Linked DNA regions of Muntiacus reevesi: all the other regions are linked to region 3. Evidence: chromatin contacts called from public Hi-C data. All regions are on one chromosome and are shown on one strand. The core of a region is the stretch at or near the end of the contact, and the rest is flanking DNA. Distances in the headings are between cores, read along the strand shown. Region 1 holds the start of SIN3A (SIN3 transcription regulator family member A). Region 2 holds the start of MAN2C1 (mannosidase alpha class 2C member 1). Region 3 holds the start of IMP3 (IMP U3 small nucleolar ribonucleoprotein 3).

The links. Hi-C and Micro-C count contacts between places; a contact is called where the count stands out from the background.
Region 1: a Hi-C map of blood shows a contact between it and region 3, with 3 times the contacts expected there. The contact joins the promoter of SIN3A here to the promoter of IMP3 in region 3. A contact is called at or near these places in 2 of 3 Hi-C or Micro-C datasets (blood and muscle).
Region 2: a contact with region 3 is called in a Hi-C map of muscle, with 12 times the contacts expected there. The contact joins the promoter of MAN2C1 here to the promoter of IMP3 in region 3. A contact is called at or near these places in 2 of 3 Hi-C or Micro-C datasets (blood and muscle).

The regions. Positions count from the first base shown.
Region 1 is chr15:31,331,118-31,335,413 of mMunRee1.1, reverse strand. SIN3A (SIN3 transcription regulator family member A) reads right to left here and starts at 1,842. Exons shown (of 21, transcript XM_065906794.1): 1 at 1,822-1,842.
Region 2 is chr15:31,403,186-31,408,147 of mMunRee1.1, reverse strand. It overlaps MAN2C1 (mannosidase alpha class 2C member 1), which reads right to left and starts at 1,870. Exons shown (of 25, transcript XM_065905976.1): 1 at 1,740-1,870; 2 at 1,360-1,485; 3 at 591-714. The coding sequence starts at 1,840. It overlaps SIN3A (SIN3 transcription regulator family member A), which reads right to left. Exons shown (of 21, transcript XM_065906794.1): 21 at 2,625-4,962.
Region 3 is chr15:31,201,028-31,205,312 of mMunRee1.1, reverse strand. It overlaps IMP3 (IMP U3 small nucleolar ribonucleoprotein 3), which reads right to left and starts at 2,013. Exons shown (of 1, transcript XM_065906334.1): 1 at 797-2,013. The coding sequence starts at 1,936. The coding sequence ends at 1,382.

The DNA.
Region 1 (4,296 bases), core at 593-3,092, 130 kb before region 3:
AACCGTGTGCCTTCTCGGCTCTCCCCGCCCCCCTTGCCAAGGGCTCCAAGCCCGGGACTTCCGGGCGGGAGGACTGTTCGAAGGAGCAAGGCGCGGCTTACACATGTGCTGAGCGCGCACACACACGCTAGGGGAGGGGGCGGGGAACAGGGGTGGACTTCCCCCTCCAAGCTCGCTCTCCCGTAGGGGGCGGGACTATCCACCCCACCAATCAGAAGTAGGGGCGGACCCTTGCGCCTCACGTAAGCCGCCGGAATCCTCCCTCCGCCCTTTACGGAAAAAAATCCTAGCAACTTAAACTCCAGCCCGGCCTCCGATAGGCGGAGCTGGGAAGAATGTCATCCAATCAACAACCGAGCAGGAAAAAAGGGAGCCTCGCCCAGCCAGTGGAAAACAAGAGAAGGCGGGCCCTCTGAAGAAGCCCGAGACGGGTGGAGGAGAGGAGGGAAGGCCCCGCCCCTCAGCTCGCCTCCAGGCCGGTTGCACAAGCCGTCGCCGGAGTATAGTAAACAGGCTAGGCCAAGGAGTGGAAGCAGGGGTATTCTGGCGCTCCAAGGGCCGGGCCCCTGCGCCTCCTCTCCTGGCGTCGCCCCGCCCAACCTCCGCGGTTCGCGCCGGCGCCCCGCCCCCCAGCCCGCGGCCGCCATCCCGGCTGACAGGCGCGCCCCCCGCGCCCCTCCCGCCCGCTGATGCATTTCCTTTTCCCGATCCGAGCGTGGAGACTGTTTGCCCAGTTTCCGACCTTCACTGCCCCTTTCAGGCTACCCCCTCGTGGGCGCGCTCACTCGCCGGTGCCCCCGCCCCCGCCCCTTCCGCGGGCGAGCAGCACGGCAGGGGGAGGGGAAAGGAGCTGCCGTCGCCGCCTTGGGGTGGGCGGGGAAGGAGGCAGCTCCATGTTTGCAAAGGGATCAGCTGGGGCTGCGGGTCGAAGCCGCCGAGTTCCTGGAGGTTTTCCACACCCCCGGGCCGGGTTCCGGCGCCGAACGCTGGCTCTCCTGCCACGGCCCGGGAGTTCGGAGAGCCCAGACCGGCGCATGGGTATACTGCCGAGGCGCTGGGGCTCTTTCCGGTGGCCTCCCCCGCCCCCGACCGCCCCTCCCGCAAGTCCGGCGTTGCCCCCGCCCCCAGAGTCCATAACAACCGCGGGCCCAAGGAGCCCGCGCCTCTTCTGAGCGCGCCCACCGCCCCCTCCGACAAGTTTACGGACAGAAACAAAACCCTTGGGCGGCTGCCGCCCTCGCCCAGCGTGGTTAGCGGGGAAAGCTGCGGGCCTGGGCTCGCTCGCTAACTCCAGCTCTCGATCAACTCCGGGCGGTTTGGTGGGCCCGGCCGGCTGAGCTCAGGCCGCCGCCCCCTGCCGAGCCCGCGCGCCGCAGCTCGGGCCCGGTTCCAGTCGGTGTACGGAATCTCCCCTTTTTTCTTCTTTACAATAATTTTTTAAGGCATTCCAGGAGCGCGAGGGATCTCCTCCTGCCGGCCCCTTACCCAGCCCACCGCCGAAACCTACCGAAACCGACCGCTCGGTGAAATAAACTAGGCAGCACGGCCGGTACACTGGCGACCCCGGGTCGGGCCGACCCCCTCCCCGCGGATCCGGCCCGGCTTGGAAACACACACTGGTGAGCGGGCGGCGCCAAGAGCTCTCCTTCCTGGCCTGCCCCTCGCCTCCCTCGGCCGCCGGACTCCAAGCCTCCCCTAGCTCCGTCCCAGGGCCCGCGGCGCCTGCACCATGGCTGACTGGTCAAAGGGACCGGCCGGCAAACAAGCCCCCCAAACGCCCGAGATTGGGGAGACCAAATTAAAAGCAGCTGTTTAACATACCTTCCAGCCAGGCGAGGAGTCCTGAATGGGGGGGAACGCCCCCTACGGGCCATTGGCTCCCCGGTGCTCGCGTCAGTCATCTTGGGCCCGCCTCCTCCCCTTGCTCCACCTCTTCCCCTTCATTGAACGCCCCCTCCCTCCAAAAAATAGAAATAAATTAATTAAACTAGCTGTGAGTGGGAGGCGCAACCATGGCAGAGGGCCCCATCTCTACCGCACCGCCGCTTGGAGTTACTTGAGGCCCTTGGACTGGAAGGAAACCTCCTGGGACTCGAAGATCCGCTGGGTGAACCTGGAGGAGGAGCTATTGGGGCTACCCGGCCCCCACATCCTTCTTACACACACCCCATTTGGAACTGGGCAGAGGGGGCGGGTAAGGATACCCTAGCGACTGACTGGAATGTCCCGACTCCCCTGGCTGTGTAACCTAACCGTGTCCGGCGCCTGCCTAAAAATTGAGCGGTGTAAGCGGGAAGTCCTGCCTTCGGGGTAACAGGCACTTGCCTGAGCACCTTCAGGGGTGAGGCAGACACATTCATACCGCACCTGCTGCTTTTTGCCATTACAGAAACTGAATGAGATGCTCACTCTGTGCCCTCTTAGGGCTTCAGACCTAGCTGAAGAGAGGATACAGGAAGAGCTAAGGCAATTTGGAAATGAATATAGAGACACCTCCAGAGGCTCAGAGCAGGGAGATTCTTCTAGCTGAGGAAAACTGGGTGAAGACTTCATGGAGGAGGTGTCACTCAGCAGAAACGGAGGGGCAACTAACTCATTTTCAGCAAAGCACACAAAATGATAAATGCAAAGCAGTATTAAAAGCTTCTTCAAGTGTGGTTATAGTAATGAAAACCAGAGTTCCTCCAACTAATAAAAAAAAAAAAAAGAAAACCAGAGTTGCAAAGATGGAGTGAGTCAAAGAGAAGACTTTTCCACCTTGTTAAAATTCTTAAAGATTTGTATAGCAGAATGTACAAGCAGCATGCTGGGTCACAGGACCACAGGCCCAGAACTACCATTTAAGATGCTGAATATCCCAGCAGCTGGATGAATTCTGAGGGTGGGTTGAGAGAAGGGTGACTACAAGCAGCAAGGTGAGGCAGAAAGGCTGTTGTAATGAGCGGTTTGAAGACTAGAGGTACATCTTCTGGTGGTAGGGGTAGGTGGGGGGAGGCAAGATATTTCTTGTCTCTCCTGGTCCCCCAATCCAGAAACCCTTCCTATTTTCAGCAGCCCTAGTCAAAATTCTGACTCAGACGCTTCCCTGGATCATTTGAATTTTTTTTTTTTTTGTGGGGGGATGGTGAGGCTACCCCACATCCCTGTGCTCAACAGAGCTGACCCTGGGGCCAGGTTACACAGTGAGTGAGCAAGAAAGACCAGTTGAGATATTCAGGAAAAGAAGCTAGTGTGGATGAGGTGGGGTGTCAGAATGCAAAGGGCCTTTAAATCCTGTGGCAGAATAGGGTAGCCTGGTGCCAGTTAGGCTGTCCCAACAATTCAGGTGAGATGTAAGGAAGACGACTAGGGCAGTGGCAATGGGTAAGCAGGAATAAAAATGGGGAGATGTGTTTGAGAAAGACTCAAAAAGGACTGATCATTGTGGGTTATGGAGGGAAAGGAGTTGTCAGTGGCTGGTGTGTGAAGAGGTAGAAGAGCTTGAGGCTGGTGGTTCGGCAATCTGGGTAGCATGGTCAGTGATTTAGCAGTATATCCTTAGGCAAGTCCCTTCCTCCCTCTGGGCCTGTTTCTCTTCTGCAAAAATAGGGGTGAAAAATTGGAGTAGAAAGATAGTCTGTAAGGACCCTTCCGTCCCTCAGAGTCCATGGGGATGGGGGGACTCTAATGGGGAGGGAAGTTTGCTACTAAGGAGAGCAGGTGGGAAGGAACACTGATTTGGGAAGGGAAGTAGGTCAGGTGTAGGGACTAGAATCTGGGTGGCAGCTTGGTTGGAATTACTGAAGGAAAGGGTGTAAAGAAGGAAAAACCAGGAGGTGAGGGTTGTGTATTCTGTGGGAGGTCCAGCATCTGGCAAGGCCATGGAGGCTGAAGTACATTCCCAGCCTGGGGGACCCTTAGACTGAAGACCAAGTTTTTCTGTATCAGAACAGAGATCTCATGATGTTTGGAGCCCTATCTCAGATTTGGGCTTTATTTCCCAAGATGCTCTGCCCTAAGTGAAAGCATAACAGATACTGTGTGAATGTAAGATGAGGGAGAGTAATAGAGCAGAAAGAACATTTGTCTGGAAGTTGAGCCCCGTGGTTTCCACTTGGTCTTCTTATTTCCTGTGGTTCAGCCTCCTGTCCTGTACAAGAAGTTCATAGAGCAGTCCATACTGTTATGTAGATCACATGTGATGATAAAAACGTGTTTTAATACACCTAGTGAGGTTCCAAACTACTGTGGAGGCCAAAGGCCCAAGCATCTGACTGTAAACCTCAACTACAGTGGGTGTACTGTAAATGAGGTTAC
Region 2 (4,962 bases), core at 621-3,120, 200 kb before region 3:
CCACTGGCCATAAAAATCTATCACATAGGATTATAAAGGTTAAACCTGATAAAGTTGGATGCATAAACAAGGCACTTAATAGTGGCTCTATCTGAGGAACTGGGGGTGAGGTGGGAGAGACCCATTATTTCAGGTAAAGAGGACTTTGTAAACTTTATATTATCCAGAACTGTTTCAAAGTCCTCCTCCCCAGCTGCCATAAGCATATATTACATATAATAAAAACTAGTTTACTAAAAATTAAAAATAAGAAGTGATATAGTCTGCAAAGTCACTAGTCTGGCACCTAGCATCTAGTAAAGGCTTAATAAGTCCATCTGCTGTACATATTATTGTATTTGATTAGTAACTAGTTTCATTCTAGAATGGGAGGGTGACCAGTCAGTGGCAGAGTTGGCTTAGCATTAATTATGTTGAGACTTTAAGTGATCCACTTAAATATAAGAAGGAACAGTTACACAGGGATCTAAGCAAAAACCCATCCAGTCCTGAAATCCTGATACCACCCTGCAGGCATAGCCATTCAGCTGTCGTTTCGCCAGAGACCAGGGCTGAAGTGGCCATACCTGACCCAGGGCAAGGCTCCTCACCTGGACAGGTTCCCCATCACGCCACACCAGGCCTTCTCCATCGCTTTCCCAGCGAAGGTGAACTTCCTGACCCACCCATGCCTCTGGGATGGTCAGCTCTACGCGGAACCAACAGGTCCACCATCTGCAACAGAACCACTAAGATGAGCCTAGGGGTCAAAGCCCTGTCCTTTCGACATACTTCCTATGATTAAGGGTCAGCGAAGGCTTGAGACTTTCTGCCAGAATCTGCAGCACCACAAGATATTCAGCTTTGATCCAAAAGAAAGAAGCAATGGGGTGTGCAGCAAGGTGAGAAAAGGAGGCAGAGAGTCAGGGGTCTGTGATCTGTCCTAGAGTGCCCTTCCCAAGGGATGTCACTGAGCAGGAAGAAGTGAAGTGAAAGTCACTGAGTCGTGTCTCTTTGTGACCCCATGGACTGTAGCCCGCCAGGCTCCTCTGTCCGTGGAATTCTCCGGGCAAGAATACTGGAGTGGGTTGCCGTTCCCTTCTCTAGGGGATCTTCCCAACCCAGGGATCGAACCCAAGTCTCTGCATTGCAGACGGATTCTTTAATATCTGAGCCACAGGGCAGCCCGCGGGGAGTAGTGGGGAAGAGAAAATTCTTCCATGAAGGCTTGAGGAACCAGGGAGCTATCTCCAGCAGAGGGTGCTGCTCTGCCCCAAGTGACAGTCTCGGGCAGAGAGCCGACAAAGGAGGCTTATAGGGGAGTCAAGCAAGCTGGGAGGTGGGGCCCAGGGACTCCGTCCTCTCTGGAGCGTTACCCACGTGGGTCCGAAGCTGTCGCCGACCTGCGCGGGGCGGAAGTCCTGCTGGACTGCCTCCTCGTAGGGAAGTCTTTCGGGCGTCAAGAAGCTGGAGAGCTCGGCCACTGGGCAGCTGTCTCCGAAGAGCCTAGGCGGGAGGGGCAGGTGGTGCGCGCTCGTGGGCCAGCCGGCGGGTGGGGATGCGCGTACCCTCCATCCACCGCCGGGAGGGCTGCCCCATGACACAGTCTCTCCCCACCCTCTCCTCCCGGGCCCCAGCACTATCTGAGGCGGACACTTTGTCCCTCGGCCCACGTGGCCGAAGCTTGGGTTTCCCCTCGGAAGGGAAGGCTAGATACGCGTGGATGCGGCCGGCGGGTGTCCTGGGCAAGGGGGCCACACCTGCCGCGGAGATTACAATCGGTAAAGTAGAGCGGCGATACGAATTTCTCCACCCGCTCCAGCGTAGTGCGCCAGTGCTTCAGGGCCGGCGCCGCCGCCATCACCGCGCGCTCGCTCCTCTCTCCTCTCCCCGGAAGACCCCAGGCGCTGCCGGCGCGGTCCTCGGTCTGGAACCAAAGGTTCCGGCGCCTAAAAGGCGCCTTCCAGGCCCGGGCAACTTTCCGTGGAACACCAGCGGCTCAGTGAAGCCCCGCTGCTCCGAACTTTGAGCAGCGAGCTGAAAACTAAAAGCTGCGCTTCTGAGGCTTTACTCTTATCTCGGTCCAAGCTGGTCGCCACTGGGCAAATCCTTAAGTAAAATAGGAAGTCTGACGTTTCGATTTTGAGAAAAGCCTAGGACAGAAACAGACCGAAGGCGCGACTGGTGGGAGCTTGGGTTGCTGCAGATCCAGGTGACTTAAGTCTCAGAAGCTACAAGAGGAACCTCCTTGTCTATGGCCCTGTGTGTGCTTAAGGTGGCGCCAGGGACCGGTGCTTTGAAGCCATTCGGCGGACGTGTGTTAAATAGGGAGTGCTTTATATTCCAGTAACCTCAGCTCCCTCTACTACGTGTTCTATTTTATGTATATGGCTAATTGCTGCCCATTGCCAGAAACTTAAGACTTTGAGACGGCAGATCAGACATAGAATTTATGAGCCTAACAGAATAATGCATTTCTCTGTAGGGACTGATGAGTTCAGAGAAGCCATAATACCAGAAACACCTCCAATTTCATCCTCATGTTACTCTGGTAGTCTATTGGCAGGTTTCCCCCACCTCCCTCCTGGGAATGGGATGAAATCTTTCTCTATAAAATCACCAGGAAGAAAAGTATATACACAACATAACGGACCCCTGATGTTTTAATAGAAATACTGACCAAGTTTACAACATTTCAAATGCAAATCGTAGGGAAAGGTGACTTAAGTACAGAATACCAAACATGACTTAAAATATAACTTGCTGCTGTAAGATAGGCTGAGCTGAGCTTGGAGCTCAGATGTCAGAAGGCAGGAGACATAAAAATGCTGTTTGTAAATCCTGGCTGTAGGTGAAGCTCCCTTCTTTTGGTTGCACTAGTAGGATTGGTCCTGAAACCCTATCCTGACCTGCAGGCAGCTGCTCTGGACATAACCCTCTGCAGACACAGCAATAGCTGGGGCTGCCTGGGTCACGTTCAGTCAGTTCCCCCTATTAACTCCAAGTCAACAGGATCTTTCTTAAGCAAGCAGATGGGGATGGGTTGAGTCACTGGTGGAAAACCTGAAGATCCTACCCAACCCATCAGTATCACTCCACCTTCCAAGTGAGGCAGTGCTGCAGCTTCACCAGAATCTCCTCCCACAGCCTTTGGTGCCGCTTCACACATGTGAGATGAGTCTCCTATAACTGTCCCATCCCTCCACTGCCCCCCTCAACAAAAAAGTCTAAAAATCAGGTAAGCTTACCATTCGTAAGGAAACTCCAGAGCAAAAAAAATTTGTGGTTTTGTGGTGGTGATATTAGGGATTTTTAATTAAAAAGCAAACAAAACCACACAGGAACACTGTTGTTTACTTTGACTAGAGTAATGGTTGCTGGAGAAAAATTCACCAAAGTCCCAGGAGGGGCTCAGTTGGTGTTTGTTCAGAAAAGCCAGTCTGCCCACATACAAAAATCCTAATCACTCATGTTTAAATATCTGCTGCTTTAAATTTACGTAATTAAAAAATATATATACGTATATATTCCATTTGCAGTTGCTAATGTATCAAGTCTTCTCCCTCCTAACCCCATTTATATCACACACAGTGTAGACACTTCTTTCAAACACTAGTTTGGTATTTAAGCTGTTCACTCCCATTTCCAATAAAGGTAAGAAAAAAAAGAGAAGCACAAACTATACAGCTGCACAACATACCCATATGTAAAATATTTCCAAACAGCTGAAATAAGGGGGTATAATATGTACCAAAAGAATGAATAACTCTATTTTTAAAATGTGAGATATTTTGATTTGGGACAAGTACAACTGACTGCTAACTATTTAAAGCAAAACCCTGTTTTTGTACTGTATGTATATAAGGAACTGAAGCCCAAATCCCTGCTTCACAGTATTCTCTGGTGAGGACAAGGGACTTGTGTTGAGAGTTTATTCCTTAAGTAAGAACCAAGCTTTATTTATTTACAAAAAAAAAAAAAAGTTGGGGCAAGAAGGAAGACAAGTTTTACACAAAAGTACTACAACGGTAACTCCCTTTGGTAAAAAGTGTAATAAATGTCTTGTACATCTGTTCATAGGTACTAAATCTGAAGCCACATAGAACTATGGTACACAAGAAGCTAGAGCAGTTATGCTAGCACATCAAAGCATATTTCTTTTAATAAAAAATTGACAGTATGTACATTATTTACAAAAAAAAAGAAAAACCAAGTTAAAATTGTGTGTGTGTGTGTGTGTGTGTGTGTGTGTGTGTGTGTGAGTAAAGCTGGTGGATGGCACTAGGGCAGACTAGTAAAGAAGCAGGTACAAAACAGTTCCACGGGAGCTAAAAAGGACGACTGATTTGAACTTGTTGAGGCTGAGAACCAGAGGAGAGAAGAAAGGGTGGGCAGCAAGGTACTCGTCAGGAATCAAATCCACAAGATGATCAATCCCAAGGCCAAACTGCAGGTCCCAGAGAAAACCTAATGGGTGATCTAGATGTGCTCAAGTGACCAGGAAAAAAAAAATCCAATCCAGTTTTTTTTTTTTTTTTTTCCTTTTTGGGGGGAAGAGGAAAGGAGCAGTGACCATCAGAGTTGCAATCCATCTAAGCGATGACTCTTCTTGAGTCTGTCAGTCGATGCTTGCCCATCCAGTCCAGGTGTGAACAGCATCTGGTTCCCTCACCGAAGGTCGCCTCAGGAGGCTCCAGTCTCCACTCTGCTGGTGTGTGCAAGCTGCGTGTCCCTGTGCTTGCGTGGGTTTCCTCCCCTCCAGGGCAGGTTAATACCCAAAACCCCTGGGAAAAGTTCCAACTCCGGCTTTGTAAGGGATCACACGTTCCTTATATGTAGCCCACTTGGTGCCAGGCTGCACCAGCCACGCACAGATCAGGTGGCCATGTCCCCGAGAGGCCCAGTGAGGCTTGAAAGGCATCTTCCTTATTTCTTCAGTGTGTGCGAGTACACGCGCCCCCCCCCACACACCACCCCCTCCAG
Region 3 (4,285 bases), core at 764-3,263:
TGCACTAATTGTCTGACATACAGTAGAAGCATCTGCTATTACTGTCATCTCCCGTGTCACCTTCTCTTGTTTCTTCACCAAATGTTGCCTTACACCTGGGGAAATGGAGACGGTACAGGTAAAAGCAACCCAGTGGTCTTGGCATTCTATTTTCCTTGTAGTGGTACTGAGTAAAAGAAGTAGTCTTCCTTCCAGTGAGCCGGCAGCATTAGAACAGATCCTCTCCCTTCATGTTCTTCAATTGTCATCAGGCTAGGCTCTCTGACTCCCAATTCATCCTTTGTGCCCCTCAATAAAACCCACTCTAATTGGGCAATTAACCTTTCTCTAAATTAAAGGCTGGGCAGGTAGTGATGGCAGGCTGTGATGGATAGTAGCTGTGGAGCCGCTGCTCTGGGCAGGCGGCCCTGGGGCCTTCTGAGGGCTCCATTCCTAAGAATTTTCCAAGATCCTCCTGGGCTACTTCTAACCACTAGATGGACAAGCTACAGGGTGATTATTTCCTTAGGCAAGCAAACACTTCAGCCCTTTAATATGGTATTTCCTGAGGCTGGAATAGTAACAGGAAGTCCTGTGGGGAAGAGTTCTGCCAAAACACTCATTCTGAGGAAGGGATCAGTAAACTGACAAATCTGCCCAGCCCTGTACAACATCCTGCAGCCTCCACACGTGGAACCCAGGGCAGGTCTCACCCACAGGCAGCTCACTGCCATCACTATTCTTCTGTGGGTTCCTGAATTCAGGGAGACCTATAGATGCGACCCTATGTGACAAACCCAGACAAAAATCTGCACTTAAAAAAAGCAGGTAGGTCATTTATTGGCATTAGGAGAGCATTCCTTTAAACAAGAGAAAGAACTCTGACCACTAAAATATCATCCATTTTATGAAAACTTGAGACCAACCTCTACGACATCTATATACAGTTTAATCACGAACAAGAGCAAGGATTCGAGTTAAATTAAACCACACTTCCTGTTACAAGGAAATGAAAGGAAAGCTGGGGGCGAGGGTAGGCCCTCCCCCATCCCAAGTCCCTGCATTCACACCGCAATGTTTCAGGTACGAGACATAACAATTCCCCAGTGCGGCACAAAACCGCTTCCCATTGTTTCTTACGGCAGTCACTGAATTACCAATTGTCCAAGGGCTAAGAAAATTTCGTGGAAAAGGGCGTACCCTTTGGCTCCGCGCGTGGCCTGTAGCTGAGGAGGCAAGTTCTTAAGAACCGACGACTGGCTGATACACTCTTGCGGAGACGCGCATTCATAGAATCTCAAGCTCGTGTCTCAGCTTCCCCATCTATAACATGCAGTCTTGGCGAGGGGAGATCCACTAGGCTCCCCATCTGTAAAATGCAGTCTTGGCGAGGGGAGATCCGCTAGGCGTCCAAATCGAAATCGTCACGCTCCTCATTGTACTCCAGCACGTGCCGCTTGATCTTGGACGAGTCAACCCAGGTGACAAAGTCCTCCATGCTTCGCGTGACAAGGAAGGCGGGGTCTGTGACCACGTCGGGGCCCACGCGCACGTGGCCCTGCTCCACGAATGCCACGGCGGCCTGGAGGTGCTGAGCCATGCGCAGCTTAAGCAGCACGGTGGGCAGGCGGCGGCGGCAAAAGGACGAGGCCGTGACGAAATCGCAGAGCTCCAGCGATCCCCGCGTGGGCACTAGGCCGAGCGCATACAGCTTATCCAGCAGCGCGGCCGAGGAGCGCACGCGAAACGGGTCACGCTCCGGCAGATCGCGTAGGCGCCGGGCCAGCTCGCGCACAGCACGGCTCAGCTGGTTGTAGCGCGTATAGTCCTCGCGCCGCTGCAGCCGATAACGCCGCAACACGCGTAGCTCATGCAGGTTGTGATCTGTGACCTCCCAGTTCAGAAAGTCCACCTGCTTCAGCAGCTTCTGCTCGTGAAACTTAAGCTTCCGCACCATGATGGCGGCGCAAACGCTGCCGGTCCGGAGGCTCGGCGCGCATTCCGGCTGTCGCGCGACTTCCGCCTCAGTACGGCTAGACCCGGCCGCCTTGGGGACCCTGCGCCAATGAAAGGAAGACTCAGGGCCAGGCCTCCCATTTCCATTGGTCAGGATGAGGCCACGCCCCGTGTTCGTTTCTCGCGTTTCTTCTCCGCGTTCTCTGAGGGAGGCGGAGGGAAGAAACGCTCGGAGAGGCCGGGGTTGGGAGAGGCGGCCTCCGAGGCGAGTCTGTGAGGTTTTAAGTTGCTGAGAATGAATTACTTAGTGCCGTAATTGTTTCCTCTTGTTTAGGTTTCTGTCATTCAGGGCCTCTCTGGAGAGCCTCTTCCAGAAGAGCCAAAGAGGATAGCTCCGGGAAAGAGGGGTGACCGCCGCGCTAATATGGATTTACTGTGCTAACTGTGGCAGGGGGCGAGGGGTGGGTAGGGGGCTGCCCTCCCACCGAGTGGGGGCTTCTCGGAGCCGACAGGGGCTGATCGAACATCCCCACAGCCTACTAACCGCAAGTCCATTACGAGGCGGGCGGAGCTTTTTCACCCTACCAATTGGGGCTTGAGTTCAGTACTGATTCCCAGGCTACTTCCTGCATGCCCAGAATCAGGATCTACACTGGAGTCACTTGGGAATCTGTATTGTTAACAAGAATGCCAGGTGATTCATAAAATCCACTAAATTTGAAAAACTTGGATAGTACAAATCCTTACTCTTTAATCCGGGCTGAAAAGAATTAGCCTGGCAGGTTGGATTTCTGGAGTATTTAGTGAACAGACAACACTTTTTCTGCAAATTATATCTGTTTTAGTTTAGTGTAGCGCTACAGGACTACTTCTTTATTTACCCAAGACTATGACGCCACCTAGCTTCTTTGCCTGTAATTTTATTTTTGTACGCTTTTCATTGTTTTTTTAAAGATAGAATATTTGATATGGGCGATACTATATGTAACATGTGAGATACAAAGAATACTTGTGGACCCAACAGCCAGTTTAAGAAAGCATCACCAGGACCTATTCAACCACTGTCCCAGTCAGAGGTAAAGATATCTGTTGTCCTGAATTTAGTGTTTATCTTTGCCTTTTATTTAAAAAGAAAAATAGTTCTATCATTTTATGCATCCCTAAGTATATTGAGAATTTTCTTACTTGAAGCATAGCCCATGGATCAGCAGAGAGCTGTTGAAAATGCAGAATTTCAGACCCCATTCTGAACTTACAGAATCAGAATCTGCATTTAACCAGATCCCCAGGTAATTTGCATGCATGATATTTGAGAAGTGTTGCTTAGATGATATCACATATGGAATTTTTTATATATAGCTGCAGTTGCTTTTTAAAAAACTGCTGCATTATATTCCATTGTTTTGTTGTTATTCACTTGCTCAGTTGTGTTCGACTCTTTGCAACCCCACGGACTGCAGCACTCCAGGCTTCCCTGTCCTTCACTATCTCCTTGAGTTTGCTTAAACTCATGTCCATTGAGTTGATGATGCCATCCAGTTATCTCATCCTCTATTGTTCCCTTTTCCTCCTGCCTTCTATCTTTTCTTAGTATCAGCGTCTTTCCTGATGAGTCGGCTCTTTGAGTCAGGTGGCCAAAGTATTGGAGCTTCAACTTCAGCATCAGTCCTTCCAATTAATATTCAGGGTTGATTTCCTTTAGGATGGACTGGTTGGATCTCCGTGCAGTCCAAAGGACTCTCAAGAGTCTTTTCCATCATCACAGTTTGAAAGCATCAGTTCTTCAGAGCTCAGCCTTCTTTATGGTCCAACTGTCACATCCATATATGACTACTAGAAAAACCATGTTTGGTTCTATCCAATTTATTAATCCATCTCCTGTTGGATTTTTTCTTTTTTTGGAGTGACTATTTTTTAGCAGTGCTATGTTCCTGTAGGTTTCCTGTTGTACCTATGCAGTAGCTTCTAGTATACATCTTGAAGTTGAATTACTGAGTTGTAAAGGATACGTGAATATGTAAAGTGCATGCTCAGCTTTACTGCTGCTGCTGCTAAGTCACTTCAGTCGTGTCCGACTCTGTGCGACCCCATAGACGGCAGCCCACCAGGCTCCGCTGTCTCTGGGATTCTCCAGGCAAGAACACTGGAGTGGGCTGCCATTTCCTTCTCCAATGTATGAAAGTGAAAAGTGAGAGTGAAGTCGCTCAGTTCTGTCTGACTCTTTATGACCCCATGGACTGCAGCCTACCAGGCTCTTCCGTCCATGGGATTTTCCAGGCAAGAGTGCTGGAGTGGGGTGCCGTTGCCTTCTCCGGCTCAGCTTTACTAGCTATTGTCAAATTGTTTTCCA